Regions from separate parts of the Sus scrofa genome. Here all the other regions are linked to region 1. The links are chromatin contacts, called in public Hi-C and targeted proximity ligation maps. All regions are on one chromosome and are shown on one strand. The core of a region is the stretch at or near the end of the contact, and the rest is flanking DNA. Distances in the headings are between cores, read along the strand shown.

Region 1 (3,305 bases), core at 369-2,868:
TCCTGGAGAGTGTGTGTCATGCAGAGCCTGGAAAGTTTCTAATTCTTCCCTGGGATGAGTGAGCTGGGGTAACCCACAAAGGAGGCTGGGTCAGACTTCCTGTGTGGGGGCTATGCCCAGCTGTGTATGAGCCATCTCTCTATCACACGTGGCTGGCAGCTGATGCACTTGGCTCTGCGGCCACATCTCAAGTAGAAAGTGTCTATGGTGAGACCCTGGTCATTACTCATACATTCATTCTGCAAATATTGGGGGTCCTAGGCACAGAGCCTACCATAGGGAGTAGGCAGTCTTCATGGATCTTATGGGCTGCAAATAACCCAATAATGAATAGTGATTTACTGTGGCTTGTCTAGTCCTCTGACAGAGGTGAGTCCAGAAGAGGGGCACAGAAACTAGTCCAGGAGGTCTGCAAAGAATGAAGCTGCTTGTAACTGAATGAGGAGTTAAGTTTCTGCTGCTGCAGAGCAGACATGCCCTCTGTCACCACCCCCCCACACACACACACACTTACAGATAAATGCAGCCCTTCCTTCCAAGGGCCAGTGAGAGCAGGAAGACACTGAGTTGGCTGAGGATTTGAATGCAAATCCTAGGATAAAACATTCACGAGGTGAAGGCTTATGATTCATACTCTTGGGTTCACTTTGTGGTCAAACCAAAGAAGAAGAAAAAAATCTGGGGAATTTGAAAAAAGACAGGTATCTGGAATGGATTAACTAGTTGGGTTTTTTCCCCCTTTTTCTTAAAAAAAAAAATGTAAATACTGTCAGACACTCAAGAGACCCCAGACTATCAGAAAATTCATACATGGCAGAGATAACAAAGCTGGGTGCCCCTAGAGGGAACTCTTGCCATTCCAAAAAGTCCCACCATTTTCTCCCTCTCCCACCCGCTCCCATGGACCAAATCTTCTCATCCTTTAAGGACCATTCTCAAATCTCCTGGAACTACACAAAGCAAACCTTCAGCAGTGGTTCCCTGCTAAGAATGGAAAGGCAGGGGGGTGAGTTTTTTCAAGTTTTATAAGTCTGTATTATTTTGTTTAAATAACCCAAGAGAAAGTCACATGGAAAAAAAATTCCTCCTCCCCATGGAAGCTTCTCTGATTCTGCTGCAGAGGGACCTCACAGTGGCCTCACACCTTACTGCCCCCTCCCATTATCTAACTTTCCACCCCTGAGTCTCTTCTCTCCGTCTAGACCACAGGTCCTGGCTGGAGCTGTTTGTAGTTCGCACAGGCCTGGCTCACACGCTGGGAATTCAAGTAATTGTTGCTGAGTGAATAAAAACTTGTAATGGGGGCACTTCGGTTTATGGGACTCACGGTTTGCTTTCCGTGGGGTATGTTAGACATTCATACCTTTAACTGAGTCCCCAACTTTGGGCAGTTGGGAGAGGTAAGGACTATTTTTCGTTCCCCTCTGGTTTCCACACAGCCTCATCAGGAAGAGGCCGGCCCATCCCCCGCCGCCTCCGAATTGCGAAATGACTGGACACCGAGCTGATCGGGGTTAAGGAGCCAGCGCTTGTCCTGAAGGGCCCCCGCTGTCCTCCCTGTGGGACTGGGAAAGGGTCTCTCCACCCCCGCTGCGCATTTTCCCCCGCGGATCCACTAGGTGGCCTGCGAAGAACACTGAGCAGGAGGAGGCCCCCAGGTGGCAGAGGACACGCTTCCTGCTTATCAGTTCCTTTGTTTGCTTTGCCTTTTGCACCCTTTGTCCCCATCCTCGAAGGATCACTAATTTAAAAGGAATCACTTGGGGATTTGAGAGAGGGGACAGTGCTGTGTCAGAGTTGAAAGCTTGAGGCTTCAGGCAGAGATTTGTGATTGTTAGCAGACTGATAGCCTGCAGTGTCTGCATCATAACAGAACTCTGTCTGCCTGGGAAGAAATGAACAGTGAAATAAAGCTCAGGGCCTATAGGTACTGAATAGACCAATAGACGAGTTAACTAAAGAGAAAAGGCAAGACCTAGGATGGGTGGGGGTGGGATGGAGTGGGCTCCTTCCTGCATGGCTGGTGCCATGTGTGTAGACTTCAGGCTTTTGTGAAACCATGTGGCTTCAGAGAAGAGCCATAAAATAACTCCGGTGCTTTAGCCAGAAACTTTCCTCTGAGGAAAAACCTAAAAGTTGGGGGAAAAGTGGCCGGAATAAAAATGTTTGGATCAGAAAACTTGGCGCAACAGTAGGGAGTGACTTAGTCAACTGCATAAGTAGAACATGCAGGCGTTAAAAATGGTAGAAAATGTCAGCTCTGTTATGTGCAGTTTTGTTTAGTTAAAGAGGAATTTTCAGGAGTTCCCATTGTGACTAGTGAGTTAAGGACCTGGTGTTGTCTCTTTAAGGATGTGTGTTCCATCCCTGGCCTCACTCAGTAGGTTAAGGATCTGGCGTTGCTGTGAACTGCAGTGTAGGTCACAGATGTGGCTCGGATCCCTCACTGCTGTGGCTGCTGTGGCGTAGGCCGGCAGCTGTGGCTCTGATTTGACCCCTGGCCTAGAAACTTCCAAATATGCCACAGGTGCGGCCCTAAAAAAAATGAATTTTCTATTTTAGGGAATGAAATTAAGGGTGAGTTACTTTCTTCAAAATGAGAACCTTACATAGACAACCAAGTGTCCCCAGATAGGAGTCAAAACAAAAGTAAACTCAGTAGCGCCTCCCACCGAGACCCCAGGAGGACGTGGGCCGTCTGCAGATGATTTGCGGCATGGGTGTTGGAGCAAGCCTTGGTCTGGCGGAGCTGCTATGGCAGAGCGCTGCTGGCTGGGTAGTTAAAACAGCAGGAGCTTCTTTCTCACAGTTCTGGAGACCAAGAAGGCCAAGACCCAGTGCTGGCAAAGCTGGGATCCTTATCAGGGCTCCCTCCCGCCCTTGCCCAGAGCCATCTTCTTCCCATGTCCCTCTGGGGCAGAGAGAGGGGCTCTGGTCTCTTCTTATAAGGGCACTAACCCCATCATGGGAGGGGGAGGTATCCTCAGGACCTCATCAAACCTAGCGAGCTCCCAGCACCCCTGCTTCCAAACACCATTACACTAGGGATTAGGGCTTTGGCATGGGAATTTGGAGAGGACAGGAGAAGAGGCAATTCCACTGGCAGATGTTAGGCCGTGCATGGAAATAGCCCAGGCCAGGGGAAGGCCAGTGAGCGGTTCTTCTGTGGGACTCACTGGGTGTAGTTGTGGCTCTGGGGAGAGAGGCCGGGCACTGAGGGGCTGGCCTGCCCTGGCACAGATGAACTACATTCTACTCAGACTGCTTCAGGGTCAGTCAGTCACAGGCTTGTCACTCAGACCTAA
Region 2 (3,305 bases), core at 552-3,051, 280 kb after region 1:
ACCTGCACTGTGTCCTGCTTGTCACCAGCTTTGCCCATGATTATTTCTCAAAGGCTCTCCATGGACAAGGCAGAGCCGCAAAACCCCCCTCGCTCGAAGGTTCCATGTTGGCTCGGAACAGGTCAAATGGTTTAAGCTTTAAAACCAGATTGAATGAGAGCTGCCGCTTTGCATTTCAGCTCCAGGTTTATCAGAGGGCTTTTTGTTTCATCATCTTTTTGATGTAGTTTTACTCAAAAGAAGTTAAAAAGATGCTTTCCTTTGGAAAACCTGGCCAACCAAGAATATCTGAAGAAACTAAGTAATTGCTATTTAAAGCACAGAAACTTGTGTTTACCAGTTAGTGGAATGTAAAGTTTTTTATTGCCAGTGATAGAAATGGTTGAGTTCTTAGGTCCTAAGTGTTTATTGTAAGCGATGTGCTGGTGAAAACCCAACTGTTCTTTTTGCTTCTGCATGGAACAAGCAAAAGATACAGAATAAGAGATTTTAGCTCAGTCTGCCTGGAAGAGGAGAGGCCACAGAAACACAGCTGGGAGGTGGCTCAGTTTCTGTGTGAGGTTGTTCCTGGAGCCCTGAGGCAGGGGAAGTGGTTTGCTGGCTTTTAGAAGGCAGAGGCCCTCCACCTGATTGCAGACCATTTGGCGGCAGAAGAGCATAGTGTCAGTGCAGAAGTCTTATAAAAAAGTGTGAAGGCATTATGCTAGCAAGCAACAGGCAGCTTTATAGGAGGGTAGTTGTAGGTGTTAGACCTGACCGAAGATGTCCTAGCCATTAAACTCGTAGCTTCTGAACACCAGGATGGTTCTGGTTCTCTGTTCTTCTTACAACCCCACCTCACCCACAGGGGAGTGTTTTGCATTGAAATCTAAGAGTAGACAGTGGGGGGAGCACCCCCAAACTTGAAGTGTATGGAATAAGAGAGGAGGCGGGGCCAGAAGCTGACTCTAGAGAATGATGGTGATGTAGCCATCACCTCAGGGGCCTGCTGCCGACCCCGTGTTCCCTGTGTGAGACACAGCTCCCCGTTGCTCAGGAAGTCAGTTTTAAGCATCTGCCTTCAGAACGAATGCTGGGTAGGGTTGGGGTGGGGGTGGGGCTCAGGAGGAGTACTTTGACTGTAATAAATAACTATTTTGTATACCTATCATGAATATTTTGGTCTAATATCTCCAGTGGCTTTGCCCCAAACTTTCTCATTTATTAGTAGTTAATCTCTGTCACATTAAAGTTTGTGATGCTGGCTTCCTGTGTCTTGAGAAATTGGATGGCTGTGCTTTCTCTAGAGCTGTGCTGTAGACTGTTTAACTTCGGTGAAATAAAATTCAAAACTCCGCTCCTTCCTTGTGCTGGTCCCATTGCAGGTGCTCGGTCACAGCGAGGGGCCAGTGGTTGCTGTACTGAGCGAGCCCTTCCCCAGCTGGGATCTGAGGGCCCATACTGCACGTTCACAGGAGGAGGGGTTGGTTGATTTTATATTCAGCACCCAGATGTGGGCCCAGTGTCACTTTTATGACACCCTGTACTCTGGGGCTGGTAGAAGGGCTGGGATCTGGGCGAGTTTGGTAATGAGATGCAGGATGGCATATGCTGTGCAGTGACAGGCAGAGTGGCCTCAGACCTGGGGGCTTAGAGGCCGGCGACACCAGGCAGTCGCTTCATTTTTCCAAGCCTGTTTTCTCCTCTTCGAAGTAGGAGGGAAGGACCTGCTTCCTAGGTTTGTTAGGGGAACTCCAGTGGGTGAAGAGGTGGAAGGAAGACCGCTGTGTCCTTAGCGTGCACGCACGTGCTCGGGTGGTTTCCTCAGTCGCGGTGAGATCACTGCGTCTCTTATTCGCGTTGGTGTCAGTTCCTCTTGCCCTCATATGCTTCTTTTGTTGCCTTATTTTTCTTTGCCCTGTTTTTCTTTGCCCGATCTATTGTCCTGTATCCATTTCTCGTCTTTTTCTTCTGACTTAAGGGCCCTGGATAGCTTGTTAGTAGGATTTGAGGATAGAGGGTTCCCTGTCCTTCGTTGCTGTGGTTCAGTGAAGAATGGGGCATGACTGAGAGCAGAATGGAACCAAGCTCTGACTGGTGCTTAGGAAGCTGGTCCATGTGGACCGGTGGAGGTGGGCCTGCGAGGTCCCCCCCGTTAGCGTCTCCCTGCAAGCCGAGGCTAGGGAGTCTGCTGATTGTGTCTGTCCCCGCATAGCAACAAAGGAGAGAGCGCGAAGCCAGAAGGCAGCAAGAACGTGAGCAGCGGCGACGCGAGCAGGAGGAGAAGCGGCGTCTGGAGGAACTGGAGAGAAGGCGAAAGGAAGAGGAGGAGAGGAGACGGGCAGAGGAGGAGAAGAGGAGAGTCGAGAGGGAACAGGTTAGTTTGTCCTCAAAGAATGTTCCCGCCACAACTCCTGACCTCTGTCACTTTGCAGACTTGGGGGGTTGGGGGCAGAAAGCTCACCCGGGATCAGGACTTCAGAGCTTTGAACGTGCAGAAGTGCAGCTGGAAACATTCAAGTCAGTAAGTGGACTCTCTTGTCTCTACAAACAGATACATATGAATCATGACACTTTAGAAACCTCTCGAAACCAGCTGAGTGGTCTCCACTAGTCTGATGCTTGAAGGATCTTCTCGGGTTTGGCTTAAGTGCTTCAAACCTCAAATATCTGGATGATAGTGAACTTTTTTTTTTTTTTTTTCTTCAATGAAATTTGAAACCAAGTGTAAGACGTTTCCCATGAGAAATATTTGAAGTATCCAGTGACTAAAGAGGATTTTTCCTCACCACGTATTTTGGATGTGCTTATGTGTTTTCTGTGTTAGAGAGATGTGTCATTCTCTTCTTGTTGAAAACATGTCATGTCCGTGTCCCTCCCAGCCCCGCCTTTGGAGACCCAGCCCTCTCAGTCACCAAGGGCTTGGGGCTGGTTCATTTGTGAGAATTTCCCAGACCAGAGCTGGCAGAATGTAATTGTTCTAGGTATCTTTTGTTTGATCTCAGAAAATACAATTCATATTCGTTTTATTTAATATTAAGCAGGTTTTGGTTTGGGGTTTTAAAAACTGGTCCTTCGTGCTTGGTATAAATAGTGGTTAGTCAGCAGACAGCTATTAACAAGAACACTCTGGTTTCCTAGCTGAGCTTTGGAGTGCTCTGCACTTAGCATCTCTAAGAGGAACAGCAAAGTCCTTTAAACCCTTGCACTTGTATATATAACATCTGTGTTCTAACAGAAGAACTTTACTTGTCCTTTTAGGGCCACGCCCACAGCATATGGAAGTTCCCGGGCTAGGGGTCAAATCAGAGCTACAGCCACTGGCC
Region 3 (3,305 bases), core at 583-3,082, 260 kb after region 1:
GACAAAAGTCCAAATGAACTAAATTCAACCAAGAGCGTCTAGGAGAGTTGGTATCAAACACTAATGTGTGTTTGTTGGCTGTTAGCAGAGACAGTTTGGTAAAGAGAGCAGTGCGGTGAGAGGGTGAGCTCTCCTGGTAAAGGAAGCCAATCCACCTGCATCCCAAGGACCTGCCGGGGGAGGGAGCTTCTCTAGTGGCAAAATGTCCTTGTCCCTTGTGGATATTAGATTCAGGTGCTGCTCAGTTAAGCTCTTAGACGGTCGATCGTCACTGGCGTATAGGCCTCAGACGCCAATAGAGTAGCTCTCGTGGGCTGGCCCACCAAGGCCTCTAGACCCCAAGACTCACCAGCGAAACCACGTGTTCCTTCCAGCCCATGTCCACACTCAGCATGCACATGGAGGCTTTGAGTTTTCCTAGAAACCAGCCTCGTGCACACTGAGTAAGGGCACGAGCGGCCTTGCCCAGCTGGCACTGAAGGACAGCCTTTGATGGCTTCTTTGTTCTGTGACCTCTTATGATGGAGCCATAGGAGAACGTTTCCTGGTTTTGAACATGGATCCCTTTGCTCTTGGGTAGGTGCTTACTGTGTGTTGCATTTTCATCTCTGCTGAGGAGGAGCAGTGGTGGCTTACGTATTGTCAAGGAGGAGCACACTCCCATCCTCCTGGGTCCTTCTTGCAGGAAGCACGTGTCCTCCTTCACAATGATCACAGCTCAGGGTCACGTGGAGTGAGAGCCGTCAGACACAGGCAGCATCCACTCCCCGGCTTGGTAGCCTCGGGACAGAAATTCCTCGAAAGGAAGCAGAGTACATGCAGGCCACACTTGAGAAGATGTGGCTGCTTAATGTTTGCTGCTGAGATAATTCTAGAAAAGTGTAAGAAAGGGGTTTGTGAAAGAGAATAAAAAGTGAACTGAAGGAAGACAGTAGGAATGAGGGAAGCTGCAGTGTGTCCCCCCCACCACCACCTCCTGCATTATGCTGGATGGGGGGACTTTCTTTCCCACTCTAGCACGGAGCTGCCATGTGCTTTCGGTGCTTTGTGGTATGACACCACCCAGCCGGGGAGGTGGGAAAGGACACTGAGCCATCAGGTAGGCTCTGTTCTATTTCAAAGCAGATAGTAAATGATTTTAGAGACCCTCCGTGTTAGGGAAATTAGTGTTCTAGGGCAGCCATTGTGTTTAATTCATATCCTTCAAAGTAATAATAACAATAAAACCCCACAAAAAATTAAACTGGAAAAATCAAACTCTTATTTCTGGTCAACCCTTTTTTGCACTGTGGCATTTTGGAGTTAATAGGCTGCTTGTATCTGAAGGAGGCAGGCTATAGATTTGGCTTCTCGAGCTAAAGATAGAGCCAGTGCATGAGTTGTGAGAATGACGGCTTTTTGTCTTTCTGGCCATATTTGGAGGCGAACTCCCACCACCTCTCATCAGAGGCATGCTCTGGGCTTCCTTCCAGATACAGGGGCATCAGAAAGTGCTCCATGCCCAGTAGGATTTACATCCTTGGGAAAGAAAGATACTTTATTTAAATATAAAGCTCTTTTGATGGCAGAATTGTTTTACACGTGGGGTGGATCACTAGTTAGCAATTTTTTTTTTGCTCTTTGGTGGGAAAACCAGGCAGGGTTCAAGGGCTAGACTTTAAAGCCCACCTTCCCTTTGGCTTTCTCCCGGGGCACATGTAGTTCATATAGGCCCCCTGATCACCCACTGCAAGACAGGCATGCAGAGTGGGAAAGGAACCACCCTGTACACAAATAGCCCAAATTACAGCAGCGACGTTGCAAACCGTCATCTAAAAGCCAGTCTTCAGGGAGCAGCAGGAAAGTGGTCACCCCTCCCCCACCCAGGCCCCGCCTCACTGGGATGGGGGTGCCTCTCTCTGCTTGGGGGCGTCACTGGTGATTGTTCCTGGAAATGCACTGACATTGAATTGTACGTTCTCAGGACGGTTCGCAGAGACTTTTGGCCTGTGTGTGCATTCAGTTATTTATACTCAGAGTGACAAAGAACCAAATCCAGATCTGTCTTTCTTGCTCAGGGACTGGCACATCTCCACATCCATCACGTGATTCACCGGGACATCAAGGGCCAGAATGTATTGCTGACGGAGAACGCAGAGGTGAAACTTGGTAGGTGATGGGCTCGCCACGTAGTCCGGTGCATGCCCCCCGGCCAGCAGCCTCCGCGCTGTGAGCGTTAGCGGAGAACGCTGGCGCTCCCCACAAGGTGCTTCTGTCTTGTGCAAGAGGTGGGAGCTGGGCTCCCTGAGTGGCCCGGCTGCCAGACCCCTTCCCCATGCTCCTGGCTCACCCAGAAGTCCCTCCTGGGGGATCGCAGTTGGGAAGTTCGGGGGCGGGGGTGGCGGTTTCCAGGCTTCCCGGAAACTTTCAGGCTGGTGGAGCGACTTGCTGGCTCTACTCTGGAGAGGAGGCTCCTCACCGTGTGGGGGAAAGCTCGAGTGTCTACACAGGTTTACTCTCAAGGCCCCTGTTCTGACATTTCTCCACCTGCTTCCTCCTTGTGTTCACTGTGCACCTCTTCCTATCCTTCACTGCCACAGTGGACTTTGGCGTGAGCGCACAGTTGGACAGGACGGTGGGGAGGAGGAACACGTTCATAGGCACCCCCTACTGGATGGCCCCCGAGGTCATTGCCTGTGACGAGAACCCTGATGCCACCTACGACTACAGGGTAAGGTGCTGGCCCTGCCGTTCCGGGTGGGGGCGGGGAGGGTCTCTGCCTTGGCATGTGTCCTTTTTGTCCCCGCCCCCTGTGCTGTATCAGTGAGAACTGCCGGGGCACATCTGCTGGGACAGTATTTTGAGCTTGTTTTGGTCCATTCTACATCACCTCCGTTTTGTCACTAAGTGAGATGCTGCTTTGATGGCAGGGCAGGCTGTGGGGGTCACTCTGCTGTTTGTAGAAATTTTTGTCCAGAGCAAATTAAATGCTTCTGCCCTGTTTGCTCTTCTTTTTATCTTGAAGAGTAGATTATAATCAGATATTATTTTAAAGATATTGTCAGTATAAAGCAATGGCTTCATCTGTATGAACTTTGTTGTTGAAGAGCATTGCAGCTTTGTCTTGGTCCCAAGTCTATTTAAACTGTTAGAGTGACCTCTAGGGACTGGTATCAGTAATGCACCTTTTGATCCTGATGTAAACTCCCTCTTGGTCAGACTCAGGTTGAATGTGTTTATGGAAACTACTTTTAAAAAATTCTCTTCCCTTAATTAAATGAGAGTGGTTGATGTACTTATTAGTGATTTTCATAATTAAGTTCATA

The links. A called contact is a pair of places that touch in the nucleus more often than the background predicts.
Region 2: a targeted proximity ligation map of alveolar macrophages shows a contact between it and region 1. A contact is called at or near these places in 3 of 47 Hi-C or Micro-C datasets (blood and omental adipose tissue) and 2 of 2 datasets of targeted methods (alveolar macrophages and skeletal muscle).
Region 3: a Hi-C map of alveolar macrophages shows a contact between it and region 1, with 3 times the contacts expected there. A contact is called at or near these places in 1 of 5 promoter capture datasets (liver), 18 of 47 Hi-C or Micro-C datasets (alveolar macrophages, blood, embryonic fibroblasts and 9 more) and 2 of 2 datasets of targeted methods (alveolar macrophages and skeletal muscle).

The regions. Positions count from the first base shown.
Region 1 is chr3:52,796,909-52,800,213 of Sscrofa11.1, reverse strand. No RefSeq gene overlaps it. Among named protein-coding and RNA genes, the nearest start is that of RFX8, 43 kb to the left of the region's middle.
Region 2 is chr3:52,519,102-52,522,406 of Sscrofa11.1, reverse strand. It overlaps MAP4K4 (mitogen-activated protein kinase kinase kinase kinase 4), which reads left to right. Exons shown (of 29, transcript XM_021087163.1): 13 at 2,195-2,356. Among named protein-coding and RNA genes, the nearest start is that of IL1R2, 120 kb to the right of the region's middle.
Region 3 is chr3:52,540,193-52,543,497 of Sscrofa11.1, reverse strand. MAP4K4 (mitogen-activated protein kinase kinase kinase kinase 4) reads left to right here. Exons shown (of 29, transcript XM_021087163.1): 6 at 2,058-2,148; 7 at 2,580-2,710. Among named protein-coding and RNA genes, the nearest start is that of MAP4K4, 110 kb to the left of the region's middle.